2 separate regions of the Sus scrofa genome follow, and region 2 is linked to region 1. The links are chromatin contacts, called in public HiChIP or PLAC-seq maps. All regions are on one chromosome and are shown on one strand. Each heading gives the region's core, a stretch centred on a gene start, on an enhancer-like site or on the middle of the called end of the contact. The rest is flanking DNA. Distances are from core to core; before and after follow the strand shown.

Region 1 (2,700 bases), core at 185-2,684:
GTCCCAGTGGTCCCAAGATGCTGCTAATCCTGTTGCGCCATAGCGGGAACTCCAGGGCTGATTTACTCTTCAGGTCCTCGCTTCAGGATCAAGCTTCAGAGGAAGGTCCCTGACAACCTCTAAGAGATGCTTCCCCACCCCCACCCCCATTCTTCCCTACCATTGTGCCCAGTTTGTGTATTTTGTGGTACTTAGTTTCTTTGCTTACTCATGCGTTGAATATTTTCCTCATAAATTGTAAGTAAGGGGGCTGCCCCAGTGCCTGGCAACAGTGTCTGACTTGTAATGGGCATTTAATAATGTGTATTTATATATAAGCTATTTGAATGTTGTGCTTCTCTTAGGAACATACTATCCTCTACCCTTGTCCCCATCATTCACTGCCTTAGCAGTTATCAGTTGCTCAAGAAACTGAGTGCCAGCACAGGACCAGGCCCTGGGTAGGACCAGAGGATTCCCAGATGGCCCATTAGGGTTAGAGTTGTGCTCTACTCTATATGTCAGCCGTCAAGAAAGGCAGACGTTTAAAAAAAAAGGAGTTCCCATTGTGGCTTAGTGGTAATGAACCCGACTAGTATCCATGAGGATGCGGGTTTGAGTCCTGGCTTCACTCTGGGTTAAGGATCCAGCGTTCCTATGAGCTTGTGGTGTAGGTCACAGATGCAGCTCAGATCCCAAGTTGCTATGGCTATGGCCATGGCTTTTTTGCCCCCTAGCCTGCGAACTTCCATGTGCCATAGCTGTGGCCCTAAAAAGCCAAAAAAAAAAAAAAAAAAAAAAGGCAGAGGTGGTGGAAATGATAACCTAGGAAGGCCCTTTAGCTTGGAGATTGGTGATCCCTAAAGGCGAAGCTTGAGTGGGTATGTCTAGGTTCCACAGTGGGCAAGAACCGGGGCGGCGGGGGCTGGGTTCCTTGAAGACCAAAGGAGGAGTGATGACAGCTCCCTCCCTGTAACTCCCTTCAAGAATAGAGTGGAAGCTTCTCTTTTGCTTGCACACATCAGTTTGTGGTAGTAATAGCGAACTGAGTGCTTTACATTTACTTCACACAATAAAATTCCCATTTTATGATGAAACAGGCTCAGAGAAATTAAGTAGCATGTCTAAGGCCACAGAAAGAGCTTGTATCTAAGTTCTGGCCCTCGAGCTCCAGAGCCTAAATTTCAGCCATTAGTCTAGTGAGTGTCCTGAGGCCTGTTACAGTGTGGTCCAGTCCCAGTTCTGACTTCCCTGCAGGGTCCAAATCTCTGAGCCTCCTCCTCTGCTCATCTTGATCGTGAATCACCTTGTTCTGTTCCAGGTAGGGGTGGGGAAGGTGGCAACAGCGTTGTGGTCCCTGGGGTGTTGGCCACGTGCCCAGCTTAGATGGTCTTCGTCCAGGTTCCTCAAACTCTCGTCCTATGGAGAGGCTTGGTGTGATTCACCAACATAGCCCTGAAACCACTGGCCATGCCGCAGTGTAGAAGGAGGATAGTGGTGCTTAGGGTGGGGAGGGCCTTTCCCTAACCACTCATTTTCCTAATTCTCATAGCCATTGTCCTGCCTCTCAGGTCAGAGCCAAGGGTGGGCCAGGACCACTGTTGCTGGAAATGTAGTTCACCTTGCCAAATGCAGAGGCTAACCCCGTCACCACCCCCTCCTTATAGACTCAATAGGGTCTAGCCTTAGGACTACTGGGTGCCTCTGCCAGCTGCTCTTCTCCATTTCAGTAGCTTCTTTCTTCATCTCTCTGCTGTGGTGAGCACACAGTAGGAATCACCTACTGTGTATGTACCTTGGGGGCAGGGGCAAGTCATTTAACTGCCCTGGCTTTACCAGGGGAGCCAAAGGATGCTACCTCATTGGTTCTTGTGGATTAGTAGAGAGAATGACCGGAGTGAGTCCTTCAACCTGTAGCGCCATAATTGTGCGATTTAAATTTTGCCTGGATCCTCAGAAGGCCTGCAAACCTAAGGCACTACTGATTGAGATCATTTTGCCAACCTTTCCATGTGTGGGTTCCTGTGGCTGATCTCTCATTTCTTGCACTTCTCGGCAATAGAGCCTTGATCTTAAAGCCTTGAGATGGATTTTTCTGACAGAGCTGACAACTCTTCCTAGGAATGTATTTTTATTTCTTCCTTCCTCCTCCTAAATATCTCAGAGAACCAGATTTGTGAGCCAAATTCTAACAAGCCATGAGAGCAGTCTTAGGCAAGTTGTTTCCCTTTTCAGGGCTATCTTGCAGCCAACTAACCCTCCTTTCCTGCCTTGTGGACAGGCTCTGTGCAGTGTATTGAGTGCCCTTTCTATGCCACACTGACTTCACTGTGTGGCTGGCAGTTAGAGGAAAGTATAGATTTGGGGCTGTCTCAGGCCTAAAAAGAGCAGGACTTGGACTGCAGTAGTCTAAGCTATTGCCAAGTTGGAGCTGTGGCTCAATGGGTCTTTGTCTCTGCAGGGAAGGTGTTGCAGTAGAAGTCAGGGAGTTCTGAGACACCACCTAGGGGGACCTGGATGCTTTTCTCCTGGCAACAACATTTAAATCAGGCTGGGGTTTATTTTGCCTTGTACTTGAAGTGTGTCAGAATGCTGCTGCTGTGGCTGGTCCTTGCTTGCATGGTGCCCAGAATTTCATCCTAAATAGCTGACTGTCCAGGAAGAAATCCATGGAGATGGAAGGCCTTGGGTATTTTGGGTATTAATTCATTTTTTTCTCCA
Region 2 (2,976 bases), core at 362-2,861, 69 kb before region 1:
ACAAAGTTTCGCCCCGAGACCTGTACAGCGGCTGCCTGGACCACCTGATTTCTTAGCTTCAAAGTAACAGTCACCGGTTGTGCTTCAAGTGGAGGGGGCGTGGGGGGGCGCTGCCCAGCCGCTTCATTCTCCTCCAGACCCTTCAACATTCTCTGCAGCTCTTCCATGTGGTGTCCTGGGCGAGGGCGGTAGGTCAGGGCCCCCAGGAGCGGGGGCAGGCCTGAGTCCACCAGTGAGCAGCGGGTCCGATGCAATTCCATGTTCCTCATTATCTGCTTCAGGTCCTCAGCCACTGTGTCCCCTGCCAGCTCAGGTTTGCTCTCTGCAACCAGGACCAGCGGGGTTAAGGGTCGAGGAGAGGGCGGAGGAAGACCCAACTCATCTGCTAGCTTCCAGCCCTCACGTAGGGAGGGCAAGGACTGGCCCCTCTGGAGCTGGAAGGAGAGGGGCAAGTGGGAGGGGGCGGGAGTCCGGCTGGGGGGAGCCGCAGAGCACGCAGGCAGGGACGCAGGCTGTGGAGAACCCAAGTTGCTTTCTCTCTTCTTCTGCACGGAGGACAGCCAGCGGAGAGGCTTCCTCTTCTTCAGCTGGGGAATGGACTTCAGTTCCTTTACCGGATCCAGTTCAGGCTCACTGACAGACTCTCGCGGGCGGCTGAGCTGGATGAGATCGTTCAGGCTGAGGTTGAAATTCGGCACTTGGGCAAAGCTAGGGCTCTCATACCACGGGATAGGGCAGAGCCTGAAAGCCTCAGGGGAGCCGCCCGGGCGCAGCCTGGACCTGCGGGCTTGGGCCTGCTCTTCCTTCAACAGGGCGCGGAAGTCAGCGAGCAGCCCACGGTAGACGTCGGGGCTGGTGAGGAAGATTGTGCATTCCCTGGCGAGGCTGGCGGCCAACCGGGTGAGCGTGGCTGATTCAGTGAAGACACTTGCAGGTGTCGACAGCATCTTCTGAAGGTGCAGGGAGCGTACGAAGAGCAGCTCGCTGCTGAGCAGCACGTAGACCAGGAGCCGCTTCCGCAGCCTCTGATTGTCCAAGTGGCTCAGACCAGGTTCCGCGGGGGGCTCCTGCCAGCTGCATTTTAGCTCGTCCAGGATGACCTGGGTGAAACAGAGTCGTACCTTCGCAGGCGCGCGCGCCTCCAGCCCGCTGCTGGCCAGCCGCTCCGTTACCTGGCGGCAGAGGGACGCCACGGTCAGTCGGGAGAAGGGCAGGGGCAGCAGCATGGGGACCTCCTTCGGGAGGCGCTTCTCAGACTCTGTGTGCGTCGCCCTGCGGGGGAAGAGCGACAGCGGACGCAGCAACTTGTGGTAAAACCTCTGGAGCTCTGGCTCCGGCTTATTGGGCTCCATCTCAGGGCTGGCATCCCGGGCCCGGCAGGCGGAGCTGGCGGTTGCTGAGGCAACGATGGCCCGGATGCCCAAGTGCGCCTGCGCGGCCCATGCCCGCCGCAGCCTGGTGGTGGGTGGGGAGGCGCGGTGCCTTGTTTGCGTGCGCACCAGGAGGCGGGGCGAGGAGCGTCTTCCCGGGCTCCGCCTCCCCGCGGCGCTGTTCTGGGTTGGTGCCTGCCGACCCGGACAGAACGGGTCCTTCGGCAGGTGCCTGGGTCCAGGATGGCATCGGACTCGAGGGACCGCGAGACTGCCTGCATGGTGAGGGTCGAGGCCTCGTGTGGGGACCTCGCAGAGCACAGAGCCTCGGCGTCTGGGGTGATCGTTAACTTGAGAATGGGGGAAGGAGCGGACGCCTGGGTTGGGGCCTGGGGCCCCAGCTCGAAACTGGAATGTGAGACCAACAGAGCCCTTGGCGTTAATGTTGGGGGGTGGGTGTTGGTCCTGAAATGATCGTGAGTGATAATGAAGGAGCTTGAGGAGGAATCACGTGGGGCGCCGTTACTCCAGGCCTTTGGGGGTGGTCATAGGGGAGATAGTGAAACAAAATCACGCAAGAAGGAATTTCCCAGCTCTTATCGACCCGTTCCTGCTACCTTTGCAGTTAGAGTTCGCGGTGCAGATGACCTGTCAGAGCTGTGTGGACGCGGTGAGCAGGAGCCTGCAAGGGGTGGCTGGTAAGAGCCAGATCCGAAAAACTTTTCTTCCAGTCTGGAGGCCTCTGGGAGGGACAGGAAGCTCTCTTAGACCAACCCTACTCCCATTTACAGATACAGAAATTGAAGCCTGGGGAGAGAGTGTTTTCAGAGAACCAGAGGCGGAGGCTGGAGTGCAGGGCTCAGGCTTGCCCAGCCAGATTCTTCTACTGCCTCTAATTGGCTGCCCCACTGGTGTCTTAAACCTCAGGTACCTGGAGAGTGAGGAGGTAGACAGAGCATAGCCCCCTGCAGGGGATGTTCCCTGGAAAACAGGCAGTTCTTGTTTGAGAAACAGCGTGATTTTTTTTTTTTTTTTCCTTTTGTGGGCTGCACCTGCGGCATATGGAGGTCCCCATGCAAGGGTAGGGGTCGAATTGGAGCTGTAGCCTACACCACAACCACAGCCATAGCAACACCAGATCTGCAACCTATACCACAGCCCATGACAACACTGGATCCTCAACCCACTGATCGAGGCCATGGATCGAACCTTTGTCCCTAAGGATGCCAGTCAGATTCGTTTCTGCTGAGTCACGACAGGAACTCCAACAGCGAGTTCTTGACAGAGTAAACAGCTGCCCTGGCCATGTTCCATTCCAGGTGGCTCTGATTCTTAAAAGCCAGCTAACTGGTCTGGTGTCTACTTGGCACAGTTGGAAAGATCTGTGAAGGCAGAGCCACCAGCATGGCCCTGGAAACTGCCTGCCTTTGATTCTCTTAAAGATTTATCCAGTCCTGGAGCTCCCATCGTGGCTCAGTGGTTAACGAATCCAACTAGGAACCATGAGGTTGTGGGTTCTGTCCCTGCCCTTGCTCAGTGGGTTAAGGATCCGGCGTTGCCGTGAGCTGTGGTGTAGGTCGCAGATGCGGCTCGGATCCGCGTTGCT

Evidence for each region. HiChIP or PLAC-seq counts read pairs in DNA pulled down with a chosen protein or histone mark.
Region 2: a contact with region 1 is called in an H3K27ac HiChIP or PLAC-seq map of alveolar macrophages. The contact joins the promoter of CCS here to the enhancer-like site in region 1. A contact is called at or near these places in 10 of 47 Hi-C or Micro-C datasets (adipose tissue, blood, embryonic fibroblasts and 5 more) and 2 of 2 datasets of contacts at active chromatin or transcription factors (alveolar macrophages and skeletal muscle).

Annotation. Positions count from the first base shown.
Region 1 is chr2:5,762,830-5,765,529 of Sscrofa11.1, reverse strand. No RefSeq gene overlaps it. Among named protein-coding and RNA genes, the nearest start is that of RBM4B, 18 kb to the right of the region's middle. Within about 2 kb of position 1,434, at least 3 of the 83 cell types and tissues checked have an H3K27ac peak or open chromatin away from gene starts, as enhancers often do. A contact at or near this core is called in alveolar macrophages, where this site is marked.
Region 2 is chr2:5,831,898-5,834,873 of Sscrofa11.1, reverse strand. It overlaps CCS (copper chaperone for superoxide dismutase), which reads left to right and starts at 1,611. Exons shown (of 8, transcript NM_001001866.1): 1 at 1,611-1,652; 2 at 1,996-2,068. The coding sequence starts at 1,614. It overlaps CCDC87 (coiled-coil domain-containing protein 87), which reads right to left and starts at 1,443. Exons shown (of 1, transcript XM_003480670.4): 1 at 1-1,443. The coding sequence starts at 1,352.